Regions from separate parts of the Mus musculus genome. Here regions 1, 3, 4 and 5 are each linked to region 2. Evidence: chromatin contacts called from public HiChIP or PLAC-seq and promoter capture Hi-C data. All regions are on one chromosome and are shown on one strand. The core of a region is the stretch at or near the end of the contact, and the rest is flanking DNA. Distances in the headings are between cores, read along the strand shown. Region 1 has its middle 23 kb from the start of Gm35584. Region 2 holds the start of Trim59 (tripartite motif-containing 59). Region 3 has its middle 15 kb from the start of Il12a. Region 4 overlaps Iqschfp (Iqcj and Schip1 fusion protein). Region 5 has its middle 28 kb from the start of Il12a.

Evidence for each region. Promoter capture Hi-C pulls out the DNA fragments that hold promoters and counts their contacts. HiChIP or PLAC-seq counts read pairs in DNA pulled down with a chosen protein or histone mark.
Region 1: a contact with region 2 is called in an H3K27ac HiChIP or PLAC-seq map of regulatory T cells, with 4 times the contacts expected there. The contact joins the enhancer-like site here to the promoter of Trim59 in region 2. A contact is called at or near these places in 1 of 39 promoter capture datasets (the C10 cell line), 3 of 484 Hi-C or Micro-C datasets (CD4 T cells, CD8 T cells and regulatory T cells), 5 of 115 datasets of contacts at active chromatin or transcription factors (effector CD8 T cells, regulatory T cells, regulatory T cell precursor and 1 more) and 2 of 9 other capture datasets (adipose tissue and liver).
Region 3: a contact with region 2 is called in a promoter capture Hi-C map of pre-B cells. The contact joins the enhancer-like site here to the promoter of Trim59 in region 2. A contact is called at or near these places in 3 of 39 promoter capture datasets (the C10 cell line, the HPC-7 cell line and pre-B cells), 1 of 484 Hi-C or Micro-C datasets (CD4 T cells) and 4 of 115 datasets of contacts at active chromatin or transcription factors (the 230-238 cell line, large pre-B cells and pro-B cells).
Region 4: a promoter capture Hi-C map of the HPC-7 cell line shows a contact between it and region 2. The contact joins the enhancer-like site here to the promoter of Trim59 in region 2. A contact is called at or near these places in 3 of 39 promoter capture datasets (the C10 cell line, the HPC-7 cell line and pre-B cells), 2 of 484 Hi-C or Micro-C datasets (cerebral cortex and granulocyte-monocyte progenitors) and 6 of 115 datasets of contacts at active chromatin or transcription factors (the 230-238 cell line, T-cell acute lymphoblastic leukemia, bone marrow-derived macrophages and 2 more).
Region 5: a contact with region 2 is called in an H3K27ac HiChIP or PLAC-seq map of large pre-B cells, with 2.8 times the contacts expected there. The contact joins the enhancer-like site here to the promoter of Trim59 in region 2. A contact is called at or near these places in 4 of 39 promoter capture datasets (3T3-L1-derived adipocytes, the C10 cell line, the HPC-7 cell line and 1 more), 2 of 484 Hi-C or Micro-C datasets (nephron progenitors and ventral hippocampal neurons), 4 of 115 datasets of contacts at active chromatin or transcription factors (the 230-238 cell line, large pre-B cells, pro-B cells and 1 more) and 2 of 9 other capture datasets (adipose tissue and embryonic stem cells).

Annotation. Positions count from the first base shown.
Region 1 is chr3:68,782,893-68,785,592 of GRCm38.p6, reverse strand. No RefSeq gene overlaps it. Among named protein-coding and RNA genes, the nearest start is that of Gm35584, 23 kb to the right of the region's middle. Within about 2 kb of position 1,437, at least 38 of the 459 cell types and tissues checked have an H3K27ac peak or open chromatin away from gene starts, as enhancers often do. A contact at or near this core is called in CD8 T cells, effector CD8 T cells, regulatory T cells and 2 more, where this site is marked.
Region 2 is chr3:69,043,492-69,046,191 of GRCm38.p6, reverse strand. Trim59 (tripartite motif-containing 59) reads left to right here and starts at 1,450. Exons shown (of 3, transcript NM_025863.3): 1 at 1,450-1,579; 2 at 2,350-2,424.
Region 3 is chr3:68,675,560-68,678,259 of GRCm38.p6, reverse strand. No RefSeq gene overlaps it. Among named protein-coding and RNA genes, the nearest start is that of Il12a, 15 kb to the left of the region's middle. Within about 2 kb of position 1,324, at least 223 of the 459 cell types and tissues checked have an H3K27ac peak or open chromatin away from gene starts, as enhancers often do. A contact at or near this core is called in the 230-238 cell line, the HPC-7 cell line, pre-B cells and 1 more, where this site is marked.
Region 4 is chr3:68,623,459-68,626,158 of GRCm38.p6, reverse strand. Iqschfp (Iqcj and Schip1 fusion protein) reads right to left here. Exons shown (of 11, transcript NM_001113419.2): 11 at 1-352. The coding sequence ends at 301. Schip1 (schwannomin interacting protein 1) reads right to left here. Exons shown (of 8, transcript NM_001113421.1): 8 at 1-352. The coding sequence ends at 301. Among named protein-coding and RNA genes, the nearest start is that of Il12a, 67 kb to the left of the region's middle. Within about 2 kb of position 1,423, at least 29 of the 459 cell types and tissues checked have an H3K27ac peak or open chromatin away from gene starts, as enhancers often do. A contact at or near this core is called in the HPC-7 cell line and granulocyte-monocyte progenitors, where this site is marked.
Region 5 is chr3:68,718,501-68,721,213 of GRCm38.p6, reverse strand. No RefSeq gene overlaps it. Among named protein-coding and RNA genes, the nearest start is that of Il12a, 28 kb to the right of the region's middle. Within about 2 kb of position 1,308, at least 11 of the 459 cell types and tissues checked have an H3K27ac peak or open chromatin away from gene starts, as enhancers often do. A contact at or near this core is called in pro-B cells, where this site is marked.

The DNA.
Region 1 (2,700 bases), core at 188-2,687, 260 kb after region 2:
TCCTGCTGGGCAGGTCTTATTCTCCTGTGTCATGCTAGGAGATTGAGGCTTAGGATAGCCAAGGAACATGTCACAGTCTTGTGGGTACCCAGCAGTGGCAATCTGAACCTAGGGGACCTCTGACCCTGGAGCTCAGTGAGCCAGGTCCTGCTGCTTGACTCTCAGGCTACTTCCATTTAGTTCTGTTTGGGAGCTTCTCAGCAAAGAAAGCCCTGAGTACTTCAAGAAGAGCAGAGACCAGATGAATGACGAAGGTTAATCAGGGTAAGACAGTTCAAAGGCAATGCTCTCCAGTGTGAAGAAAGCAGACTGGAACTGTCACAGGCATCGGACTTTTGGGAGGAAGTTATTGGATGCAAGGCTTTTAAAACGTAGTTGAGGGAGGCCAAGAAACATAGAGAAAGCGTGGATCTGAAGGAGGAAAGTATCCTATACAAGGCACGCGCGAACCAGCCTGAGACACCAGGAGACAGGAAAACAAAGACAGAGCCACCACCACCAAAACCAACCAGACAACATGAAGGCTTTGCAGGGAGATGAGCAGTATGGAGCTGTAGGGCAGGAGTCCATGGAAGAGCATGCTGGGAGTCTGGGCTCGTCTTGAGGCAGGCCAGAGCCATGGAAGTAGGAAGCATGAGCCTCTTGTTTATGGGGAGAGAGAGATCGAACAGTTGGGGTGTGTTGTTTTGTTTAAAAGAGGGCTCTATCTTCAGTGAGAATCACAAGAACACAACTCAGGAAACACACCGTGATGGTGGCTGACCGACACCATGATGAACCGGTCCTTCCTAAGCTAACCTCCCTTGCCTCTCTGCTTCTCCTAACCTTGAGTTGAGAGTGTATTCGTGTACTGTGTAAATCTTGTGGACTGGGGACAGTGATGTCACCCAGCTTTACCTCAAGTCATCTTCCAAGCTCCACTTACCTCATCTGTGTAAGATCCATCCTGGGCCAGACATGCTCTAATGGTCACGTTGGTGGGCCAAGGCAATGGAGAACTCCTAATTTATATGCCAGCCACGTTCTATCTCTCTTTAAAACTCCAATCTGTCCCCCTTTTCCTCCATCCTGAAAGGTATTCCGGGCTTGGTGATTAGTTTCTGTTTTGAGGTCTTGGTTAATGAAGAGAACACAAAGCATCTATCTGCCTGGTTTTTATGAGGCCTGATACATTCTTGAGGCTTCAAGTCTCCATGCAGTTCTCTGCAGAGCAGTGTGAGTCACAGACTTAAAGGCTACTGGCACAGGTGGATGTTCACACACACACACCCACACCCACACCACACCCACACACCCACACACCCACACACCCACCCACACCACACCCACACACACACACACACACACACACACACACACACTGAAATGTCTGTGGTCAAATGAGACGCTGTCTGGGGAGGAGGAAAGACGTCATGGAAAACCAGCCCAGACCCAGTCATTCATTGTTGCAGGTGGAGGATAGAACGTGGAGTATCATTAAACTATCTTGACTACTTTGACATATGTTTAACTTGTCCATAATAAAAACTAAAAACCAACACATAACACACTGACTCAGAAAGCCAGGATGTCGAGGATCCTGGGTGATCCAGGGTGCTTGCTGAGGGGTCACCATACAGCATCTACAGGACAGCCTGACAACGTGGGCAAAGAGTAAACCTGATATGCTAGAGCAATTGACTGGACGTGGCGAGGCTTCTCTAAGGACCCTGGCCTTTGATCACTTGCTGACAGGACTATTTCCTGAGACTGTGTCTGACCTTTTGACATTGTGGCTCAGCATTGTAATCTACAAAAACTATACTTAAGAGCCATTCACTCACTGAAAGGAAGATTTTTCCATTGTGAGAGCACAAATGAATTCTGGCTGTCTGGGGCTTCAGCCCCAACATCAGTTGTATTACAGGGTTTATCTTTTAAAAAAGAAATTTCATAATGTTTATGGTCTGTACTGGACTACTTTTGTAGCTGTCTTCAGCCATATTCAGCCTGTGTGGACATGTCTGCCAGTGTGAGTTGTTATTTTCCTCTTCATTCCTTAGGGCTTTCAGGGTTTTGGTTTCAAGTTCACTTTTTCCCCATGGGCCAACGTAGCTACTCCACACAGGAGCGATAGGAGAGCTTTCTAACTTTTTGGCACAAAATCCAAATATGAGGTTTGTGTATATGTGCATATCTCTGTGTGTGGGTTTGTGTATGCATGCTTTCGTCATTTATAATTGTGGGGTCGGGGAGCCAGCTGCGGAGCTGTGGGGAACAGGCTTGGAGGAAGAGTGGGGTCGAGGTGTGTCCAAACCCTGGAAATCTCATCCTGAGATTGGCAGGAGGAGGCTCTTTCCCTTCTCCACCCAGGGCCTGCATGTTCTGGCACATGTAGCCCTGTGTTCCCCATCTGTGCCCACCAGAGGAAGTCACTTAGCCGGTAGACCCCTTATAAGGTCATGTCCTGCAGCACCTGGAACTCCTCCTCATGCAAATGAGGCATCCCCAGCACCCTGGCCCTGGCCAGTGATGTACTTGCATAGCCTCTACTCACTCCCAAAGGTTTAAATAGCCTTCCCCGCCCCAATAAATGGAACTAGTTCTCCGAAGCTCCTCCCAGGTATGTGGTCTTTATCCACACGTTCACTGCTACCCAAGATCCTCCCTGTACCACCTGTTCCAACAAAAGGGCCTGGCTACCCAAGGGAGAAACAGACA
Region 2 (2,700 bases), core at 201-2,700:
CTCTTAACTGCTGTTACCTCTGGTCAGTTAAAAACAAATAAAACCCCGTTTATCTATTTCTTTAATGTGTGGTTTGTAACGTGCATGCATGCGTACATCACATCCTTGCTTAGTGATCTGGGAGGCTAGAAGAGAGCATCAGATTCCCGTGCAACAGTTGTGAGCTGCTGTGTGGGTCTTCTGGAAGAACAGCCAGCGCTGACTTTCTGTTTCAAAGCTCAAGACAAAAAGTTTTCAAGCAAGGAGTCTGAGGAGCGCCAAGAAGATGTTAATGTGCGCTCAGCGGTTTGGCTTTTCCATGGTGGGAACTGAACACGCCAGGCGAGCACTGGAACTGAGCTACACCCCCAGCTCAGAAGTCACATTTCTGTTCATCATCTTTCCGATATTATACCTGTAACAAAACCACGTATTTCCCATCCTTTATCCCGTTTCTCAATACTCTATCACAAAGGGAGTATTGGGAGTGTGTATATCGTAATGGAAGACACCCAAAGCAGCTGATTTTTTTTTTTCAGCCCAAAGTTTTCGAAGGCTGACGCCCCAACACATGAGGTTTTTAGGTTTACGACTTTTACGCTTTGGTGCCTGTATTTGAATTGTAATTTCTAGTCTTTCTTTTCCAGACCAACACTATCATCTATAGAGCGCATGAATAACAGTTCATAAATCCTGAGTAGCGCTGCCGGTCAGCGTGGAGCTGCCTTAGTGCTAAGGCTCCTCTTCTCTGCCCCTTCCCCATGTTTGGTTACAGAACTTTCTGGCAGGGTCGGGCACTCTATGGACCTGTAAAGCACACTCCTTGAAGGCACAATCCATTTTCCTTCCTCTACGCCCCCTCTTTCCATCTTGTCTCCGAGGTCAAGTCTTGCTGTGAGTCTTAGGCTGACTTGGAATCTGCTCTGTAGCTCACACCGGCCGGGAGCGGAGAGCGGTCTGAGCTCTGGAATGGCGTTTCTCCGAGAAAGTGAAAAGCCACTACTGTGTTTTCTGACCCAGCGTGTTAGAGAGGACAGGGAGGACACAGATGAAGGCTTAGGCGCGCCTAAGTTGGAGGACCGGAGCCTCACGGGGGCGGGCGAGCGCGCCGAGCCCTCCAGCCGGTGACTGAACAAGGAACCTGTGAGGTAACAATGGAAGAAGCCTGCGCGCCGCCAGCTCCAGAACCATCCCGTGCGGGCGTGGTCCTAAGTAATAAGCAGTCCCTCAGCCAGCCGCCTCCAGAAGCCGCCGGGTCACCCGCGCATCCCCGCCCTCGCGAGGTCCTGGCGCCAGCCCTTCCCCCCCAAGGCGCGACCCCTGCCGCCCGTGCGCTTTCCGCGCCGCGCGCTAGTGCGCAGGCGCCTGGCCCTCGGCCGTTGGTGTTCAAAGGCCGCCCGCGCTCTCTCATTGGCGGAGGCGGCGCGGTTGAAAGTCGCTGCGGCGCCGCCGGCCCCGCCCCCGCCGGGCACCTGAAGACTCGGGCGAGCGCCTCGCAGTGTCCGCACCAGGCTGCCCGGGAGCCCTCGCCGTGCGCGCCGTCGCCCGCCTCGCCCGCCTCGCCCGCCTCGCCCGCCTCGCCCGCCTCGCCCGCCTCGCGGTGAGTACGCGGCTCCGCCGGGGAGGCGGCTCGCTGCCCCTCTTTCTCGAGCGCCCGCGGCCCCGGTGCGTTCGCCGCCGACTTGAGGATGGGGAGGCGGGCTGGGCTCCGGAGGGCGTGCGCTCGCCTCTCCTCGCTTCGCGCGCTCGCGGGTGGAGCAGCGGCGCTCCGAGCTACCGGCGGGATTGAGGTCGTAAGGGCCGGTAGGTGAGCCTAGCAGATCCCGCAGCACCGCGCGGGGCGAGTGAGCCCTGGGCATCCTGGACAAGAGGGTGTGACTGCCATCTTTGAGCCACTTCTTTGTTTGGAGTTCACGTAGGACTTATGCCCATTGTACAGATGTGAACCTTCATAGGTAAAACTGAGGCCTGCAGCGTTTCGGAGACCACCCAATGTGTTGATGGGAATAATTTAACGTAGTTTCGAGCTGGGGATATCTACGCGCGAGGATATTTCTAGTCGTCTTGCTGAGTTTAAATAAAACTTTGAAGCGGGGCATGAACGTGCACGCCTGTAACCCCAGCATGGGGGCAGACAGAGGCAGCAAGCTCTCCTGTGCGTTCCAGGTCGTCAGTGAGGACTACAAAATTAGTCTCAAAAAACCCACCAAACCAAACTATGAGTGTTTAGTTCCCATCATTGGTTAATCTTGTCCAGAGTCAGAGATTCGTTATGTTGTAAAAAGTCCTTTGTGTGGAAATGGTTGGGACTTTAAAGATGAAATATTTACTGCAGGCAAAATCTGAAACATTAAATTGTTTTACTTTTAGAATAACAAAGGATCCTGGAAAAGTTGGAGAAGATAAAGTACACCCAGTGTCCAGATCAGGAGATTGACAGACCAGGTAAGCTCTGGGAAGTTAACTGGATACGAAGAAACATCAGGATATTAGAGTGTGTGATTCCTGGGCTATGATGAAAGATTGAAAAATCTCTTGAAAAAAAGATGTATATTGGAAGTGTATAAAATTTTAACCATCTTATGGAGGAAGCATAAAGTGAGAAATGACCTAATCTAAAAGGTATTCAGTTTTTTGTTTGATTCTCCCCCCCCCCCCAAAAAAAAAAAAAAAACCAAAAAACAAAAAACCATGGTTTCTCTGTGTAGCCCTGGCTGTCCT
Region 3 (2,700 bases), core at 75-2,574, 370 kb after region 2:
CACTCTAGGCAGGCCACTACCAAGGGACTACACAAACTAGACTCAACAGTTAAAAAGTAGAGGAGGGGAGGTGCATCTAGGAGGAGGGGGTGAATATGACCAAAATATATTGTACAAAATTCTCAAAGAATTAATAAAAATATTTAAAAACTCCAAAAATAAAATAATTCCCAGGATGGATGGGGTAAATTTTATATCACAGCAGAACATATGCTAATATCTTACAAACTAACTTTCATGAGAGATGATACAAGATTTCCAGACCTTGGCATGGATCTGAGATTAAAGACAGAGGCAGATTGGAGCCCCTATGTGCAAGCCCAGTGGAGGGAGGCAGAGACAGGAGAATCCTGGAACCACAACGACCAATCTGGAGAGTTTGTCACACAAATTACTCAGTGAAATTTATCAATAACACAGACAAAGTAATTAAGAACATGAGGACCCCAGTAGGCCAATGAGAAAAATCATTAACAGACAACTCACTGAAGAAAGCTATAGTTAATAACTATGTTAAAAAGATATGAGACGGCTCAACCAAATACAGGTACATGAAATAAATCCTTTTAGGTTGACAAAGGTATGAAAGGGAATTCATAATGAAACTGTTTCTGAAAATAAATTTGACAAAGTTTATCAAGAATCTGAACTTTCTGGAGCCGTTGACCCCGATAAAGCCAGGAATATACCTTAAAGAATTTCAGAAATGCAAAAGACAAAAATTGTAATAACAAAATAAATGCCAAAGTATGGGCAGGTCTCTCATTAGAGAAGCTTAAATGTGGTTAGCATTTACAGAATATAATACAGCCTTATGATTAAGTTTACAAAGAGCTTTGTCAAAATAACCTATGAACATTAAAAATAAAATAAAAGCAAGTGACTTAAAGCTATTGTGGGAGGAGGCTTAAGGTGCTGCAAGCTCGCTTAGACCTGAAACAGCTTAGGAACAGGGAAGTTGGAGAGGGACGGCATAGGAAGTGGAGAGAATCAGCCAAAACGTTGCCAGTAACTGTCACGGAGTCACGGCTGTGGCCACAGCTGAGTTTGAAGATCACTGTGTGCAACATCCTGTCGCGGTACCAGGAGATAAACGCGGGGCCTGTGTGAGGGTTGGCGGTCTGCTTCCGTGGAGACCCACTTGACAGAAGTCTGAGTTTCCCCCTCAGCATCTCTCCGCAGCCTAAGAATAGCAGAAGCCGAGAAAAATGAGTGTTGGATAAACTCAAGTTTGGAACTGGGCAGAAGGAGGTGGGAGGGAGTCAGGGTAAGGAAGGCAGCTGGAGTGCCTGCTTGAGCAATGAGTCACTCAACGGAAAGCCACCAAACATGTGTACTGGGTGCCAGGCACTGGCTCCTCTGCACCTGGGGCGGGGCGTGGGGGGCGGGGGGCGGTATCAGGGACTCAAAAACACTTGGGGGAAAGGACGGGGTGGGGGTGGGGGGAAGGCTGAGAGCAAGACACGAACTACATAATAAGCTGAATATGATTGTGTGATTGGAAACGAAGGAAATGGCAGAGCTTGGAAGCCCCAAACTGCAAATATTTATTTTAAATTTGCTCCCCTTTCTTCCTTAACTATTTTTGCATTATTTGAATTATATCTGATCACATGCGTACAGAGGCACAGACTCCCTGCTTTGAGTTCTGAACAAGCTCTGGGTGGGCATAGCAAAAAAAGACAGATTTTATAAGCGGGAATTGCTTGATGAACTATTTATAAAGATAACTGCTTGGCACGTGTGCACAAGGCTGCCTTCTTTAGAGGGTTAAGGGCGTATCTGAGAGATCGGGCACTGATTTAGCACACATTAAAAACCTTGGATTTGCTCACCATAACTGGCACCCCTCAAATTAACAACATAAGTCAGTGTAGACTTGTGCAAATATGGCGATTTGCAACTTACTCGGAGAATATCAGCCAACCAAAATGAAATGCACTGGGGTGGGGGGAGGGGAGCAGGGCGGTGGGGAGACAGAGGGTGAGCATCAGGTCACTCGGGACTGCTAAGTCTTTTCTGTATTTGTTTCTACCTTGTTTACTTTTGAAATGGCCAAGGACAGCTGGACACCCTAGCTCATGCCAGGAGTCCCAGTGTGAAGGCTGAGAGAGGAGGATTTTGAGTTCAAGGATAGCTGGCCTAAGGAAACAACAAAATTTAAAAAGCAAACAAAAGGCCAAAGAGTTTGTGACTTGATTCATTCACCAAAGCTGGTCTAAGTATAGTCCGGGTAGAAAGGGAGGCATTACAGGGGGCAAAGGTACCTAAAGGTTACTTACTACCCCCAGGATACAATAAGAAGGCATGAAGGTACACTCTACATAGCTCATACCAAAGAAATAAAAGAAAGCTTAAGAAATCCAGGACACAGAGAAACACTGTCTCGAAAAACCAAAAACCAAACCAAACCAAACCAAACCAAACCAAACCAAACCAAACCAACAACAAAAACAACAAAAAAACATCAACAACTAAAAAGCAAAACAGCAACACCGAGGTAAGAGGCTGGCGAGATGGTGCAGCAGTTAAGAGCACTGGCTGCTCTTACAGAGAAGCCGGCTTATTTCCCAGCATCCACTGCGGCTCCTACATCAGACACAGAGCCCCAGAGTCTGAATTTTACCGATATGGATGTGCGACTTCCACCTTTCAAGGATATTCCATTTGCTTGCCAAGGAGTCGGTACAAACACCTTGT
Region 4 (2,700 bases), core at 174-2,673, 420 kb after region 2:
AGTCAAAACTACCCTCTGCTTATCCACGGTTGTTGGTGGTTTAAGTACTGTACAGTTCTTGTAACAATGTTTTATTAAAAGGCCTGATAGTAAGTGGCAAGAGTAAAAAAAAAAAAAAAAAAAAGGAAAGAAAGAAATTAAAATAAATTAAGAAGCGAAGGCCAGTCACGGGACAGTAAGCTCGGACGTTACCAATGACTAACACTGATGTCTGTTTCGGAACCACCTTTAGCAACAGCAATTTTTACGACCACAGAAGCAAAATAAATTCTAGCTTGTTCTCTGGTGGATGGCTCTCTTTCACTTCGCGGGCATTTTCTCAGCCATGTGCTTCTGCTGACTCTCAGCGTGTCTGCAAAATCAAAGATACAAATCACTCAGCACTGAGGAGAAAGACCCAGCCAGACTGCCTTCCAGCCAACACCCTCCAAACCAAAGACAGCTACAGCAGCCTGCACACCAGGAGTCGGGATGAGACACACGCGAGTCAGGGTAGAGTGCTTCCTTTAAGCTCAATGCGCTGTTCTGGCTTTAGGTGATCATGGGTCCTTGATTTTGTCAATCGCAGGATTAATCTGAGGCTGACAGATATTACTACTGTGAAGAAGCAAAGTATTGTGTTTAAAAGGTGCCAAGAGGTGAGTAGCTGGAATGTCTGCATCAGTAAAGAGTTAAAATGTGGTTTCTACATGCTGTGCACTGCAACCAGGGCTCAAAAAGGCTGGGGTCTTTGTAGGGAGTATTCCAGTGAATGCGGCCAGGATGGGCACAAACTGGCAAATGAGGAGGACACAGACAGGAAACAAACATTAAAGGTGGGGCTGCAGCTCAGTGTAGCACACTCGCCGAACATGTAGGATGCCCCAGCTCTGCAGGAACCAAAGGGGTAAAACAAACAAGTCAAGATCAGGTTTCGAGAATGAGTGGCTGAGGGTGGACTGAGCGACTGTTCTAACACACGTAGATTGGGGCATTAACTAAGGCTGATGGAAACCCGCAGCTGTCCATCTAATTTGCTCTTACGAAAGCTTACGTCAAACACATGATGCAAAGCTCTCTGTGGACACGAAGTTGTCCTGTGTCAGCATAAGTTCCCCACCCCCAGATAATTCTAAGGCGTCAACACAACAGTGAAAGGGCCAAGCAGGGTATGATGCAAAACTTGGACAATCCAGAAGCTAGGTGGAGGGGACAGGAAGGGAGAAATGGCCAAGTTCTTGGCATGACCCCGTCCCTCCCCTCCCCCCAACCCTGCAAACAGACACAACCCAAAAGCCTGTAAGATCTGTAGGCTGCAAAAGCTAACGGTTTGGAAGGATGATTTTAGGAAATGACAAATCTTGTGAGAGGCTAAGGCTGTGGTTTCTGGCTGTCATCAAGGGTTGGGGACAAGATGTGTACTGTCTGGATGTGGGGAGTGAGCTGGTGACGCCAAGCTTAAGGCCTGGTTTCATGCAGAAAGCCTCCTAGCCATGGTGCAGAGAAGACTAACCACGAGCAGTTTCAAAAATCGGGCACGTGACCGCAGCATCCTTGCCACATCTAGAAACTCTGGAACAAATGGCAATGTCTATTTGGCAATCAAGGAGCTCAGGGAAATGCTGTTATTGGCCCCTCCTCCAACAAACCAGACCATGGCCCTGCTGATGGGTCTAAAGAGCTATGGACCATTTTTATAGAGCAATCTGTGAGCATCTCAAGCAAATTCAATTCAAGGAATGTTCTGATGTCCTGTGATGGGAGGTTCACTGTAGCTAACCGAACTAGAGCTCTTACAGTGTTTTCTTTAATGTAGCTCTACACAATTGTACACACCAGTACATGCATCAAGAGACTTTCTGCAAAGGCAAGAAAAAGTGGCAATAAACAGCTTTGGAAAATATTAAAATCAATGTTTTCTTTTGAGACACACATAAGAGGGATTTCATTAAAATCTTAAGAGGGAAAGGATTTCCATAAACCTTCCCATTAATCATCTTTACATTAAAGTCCTTTGTAAGATGTAAGATGTATATCATTCAAGCCCTGCAAAATGACTCTCTATATATAGATAAAATCATTGCTGACGACCTACTGTGTACATGGCAGGCCCAGTGCTAGAATCTAAAACATAATGGAGGATTCAAGTGGTGTGATCTCTGCTCTCAGGATAGGGGGTCCATCACCACCGGGGGAGAAACAGCAGACCTATATAACTGTGATAAAGCTCTTCAGAGGCCAGGCTGTGGCCAGGACTCAGAGGAGGGAGATAAGCTGGAATTGTCACCCTCACAGCTGGTGGCACCCTGGCACCCAGCACGTGGCTGGCCATGGGTGGGAGACAGTAGCATGGAATGTGTTGGGGCTACTCCCCAGGGATGGTCTTTTAGAATAAAGCCTTCCAAAGTCATAACTGTTGATCAGAGTTAGCTAATAGTGTGGTCCGTCCTGGCAATCCCACACAAAAGGGAAGAATAATGACTAAGAAGTAAGCTCCAGGGGACGGGCAGAGAGAATGTCTCTTAAGACACCTGGAAACTTTAAAAAAGCCCGATTCCTAGTCTAGTCCAAGAACAGTTAAATCAGAATCTCTCCAGGTGGGACCCAGGGCATCTGTGGTTTATAAATATCCGTAGGTACTTTCAGTGAGGAGTCAAACTCGAACTGAGTGGATTGTAAACTGACATCTATAACGGTGAGGGTAGAACAGGTAGAGGAAAC
Region 5 (2,713 bases), core at 59-2,558, 320 kb after region 2:
TGCAGAGTGTAGACAAGCAAACAAACAGCTTCAGGACACGAACCTGTGAATCAGCCCAGGGCAGCCCACTGGGAGGCTTGTGAGCAGGCAGGTATGCTTTGTGCAGCACTGGTGCGGTGCCTGCACGCAGAGTCTTGGACAGAACACAAAGGGCCTTGGGCGGGACAGCGGTTCCATTCTGAGAGCCCGCACGCACTCTGTGAAAGGGCGTCCCACAGGTTATACTGTCCCACAGGTTACCTTTACTGGTAGCGTGTACCGCCTTCGCAGTTGATTCCCTTCCTGCAGCTGTCCTCTGCACCTACAGGGCACAGAACCTCCTAGTGACAATTAGCCTCGTTATCCACTGGTGACAACCAGTGCGCACATCCTCAGGACCGGAGTATGAGGCCCACAGTCTGTACGTGTAGGATAGGTTGCAGCCTCTTCAGGAACAGTCAGTCAGTGCTCTCTTACCATCAACCCGGAAGGCAAGAGCACCCCAGATTTTGCTTTACAAATACAGCCACACTAGGTATGCCTTCCTAGCCTGGCAGGAACGCAGAGACGATGTGCCTCGGGCCCCCAGGCCTGGGGTCTCTGTACATCCACGGGAGGTCTCTGAGGATGCACAAAGTCAGGCCAAGGTGCTGGTATGGAAGACAGGCCTGCTGTACACGTGGTTCTCTCTAATTCTAGGGCAGCTCTCCATCGCAGCCTGTGTGGATTTGGCCAAGACCCTCTGTCCTCCGAACTGCAGTTCTCCCCTGACCAGGAGGTGGCAGTGCGCCGGGCTCCAGGCGGGCATGCAGTGTGCTTGCTTGAGGATGTCAGAGCAGAAAGTCCCTCGGAACATGGGAAGGTTGGGGTCCTTGTTCCAGGCTCTAAGATGCAGCCGGTGCACATTCTATGGAGACGTGGCCAAGTGCCTTGCGGTTGCAGCCATGGCTGAACTCGGTGTTACCTACTTGCAGATATTTAAATAAAACTGGTCATTTGTTTCTTCAAGTGTATGGAAAATATCTTCATTATGCTTCCCAAGAGTATACCTGATTTTCATTACTGCAGTTTTAAAGTCGGACAGGTTACAGAGCCCCGACAGCAGGTTTTTGGTTTGAGTATTCCTTCCATTGAGACTAGGGTCTCTGGAGTTGGATAGCTGTGAGGTGATTTTATGTTTATGATGAAGTTGGAACTGTAGCAAATATCCAATGGAGTGACGGGATGATGGAGCTGACATAAAAATGTCTCTTCCTTTGTTGTAGTATGTGCGATACCCCTCCCCCGCCCCCCAAGGAACTAAAACCCATGGGGACAAGTCAGCTTCCTGGTCTGGCTGTTGGTGTCCAGGCCTCCCTGCATATTGGCTCCCCCCTTCTCGCTGTGAGACTTTCCCTGTCTGGAAGCTAAAGCTCACTGGCCTATGTTTTGTCTGCTCCACCGGGTCTTGAGAGCTTCTCATTCTCTCCTATCCACAGAGGAGATAAAGGGCTGTGTGTTAGGACATCCTCATGGTCAGCCTGCCTGGATTTAGGATCACCAGGAAAACGCTCCTTTTGAGGGGGTCTTGGCATTTCAAGGGACTTTAGGATATACCTCCCCTGAATGTGGGTGGTGCCGGTCCATGAGTTGGGCTGTTAGATGTAATTAAATACGAGGGGGGGGGGGAAGGAACATCAACAACAAGAAGAAACGTGATCAGCGCCCTCTCCATCTGGCTGCCTCGCTTTTCCACCTGAATGAGTTGGCCCCCTATAAACAGGAAGCTTAAAATTAACCCTCTTCATTGAAGTTACTTCTTGCCAGGTCTTTTCTCATAGCACAGAGACAAAAGCACTAGTATCCAGCACAGGGTATGCAGTGCTGGCTGAGGGAAAAGTATGCTTTTGCCACGGATGCAGATCTGGCTTTTAAGAGGACCTGTTTTGTGTAAGATTGGTTCACTCTGCATGCTCCTATAATTGGTTTAATAAAATGGACATGTGTAGAGACTGTATTACAAGATGCAAAGGTTGCAGCTGCTGGATCCGTTTTTTTTTTTTTTCCAGGACTATCACTGAAACCATATCTCCCAGTTTCAAGTTCGTGTTTCCCCAAGCTCTTTAGAACAGCAACTTAAATAGCAGGAGGACCTACGGGTGAAATGAGAGAGCTCGTGTATTTTCTAGAACCACGAAGCTTGGGAAATAATAAATGCGTGGAGGATTCAGTGTGTGACAATTCTTGTAGGGAAGGGGACTGTACCATGCTATGGCAGTTGACACTACAGGGTGCAGCAGAGGGGAGAAGGGGAAACAAGGCACGAACTGTTAGTGGCCAGCGGCAAAAGTATCATTTTCTATTTTCAAGCTGTGTGATCCTGAGGTAGTTAATTAACATTTCTGAGCCTGAATCTCTGCCTTGGTAAAAATGATTCTCATAGACGTCTTAAAATTATTAAGTGAGGACTGGAGAGATGGCTCAGTGGTTAAGAACACTGACTACTCTTCCAGAGGTCCTGAGTTCAATTCCCAGCAACCACATGGTGGCTCACAACCATCTGTAATAGAATTTGCTGCCCTCTTCTGGTATGTCTGAAGACAGCTACAGTATACTCATAGACATTAAAAAAACCAAAACTAAAACTAAAACAAAACAAAACAAACAAACAAACAAACAAAAAAAAACCCCATAAAACAAACCCCGATTACACAAGAACAAGAGCTTATGAGTACACATATGTTTAAACACTGTG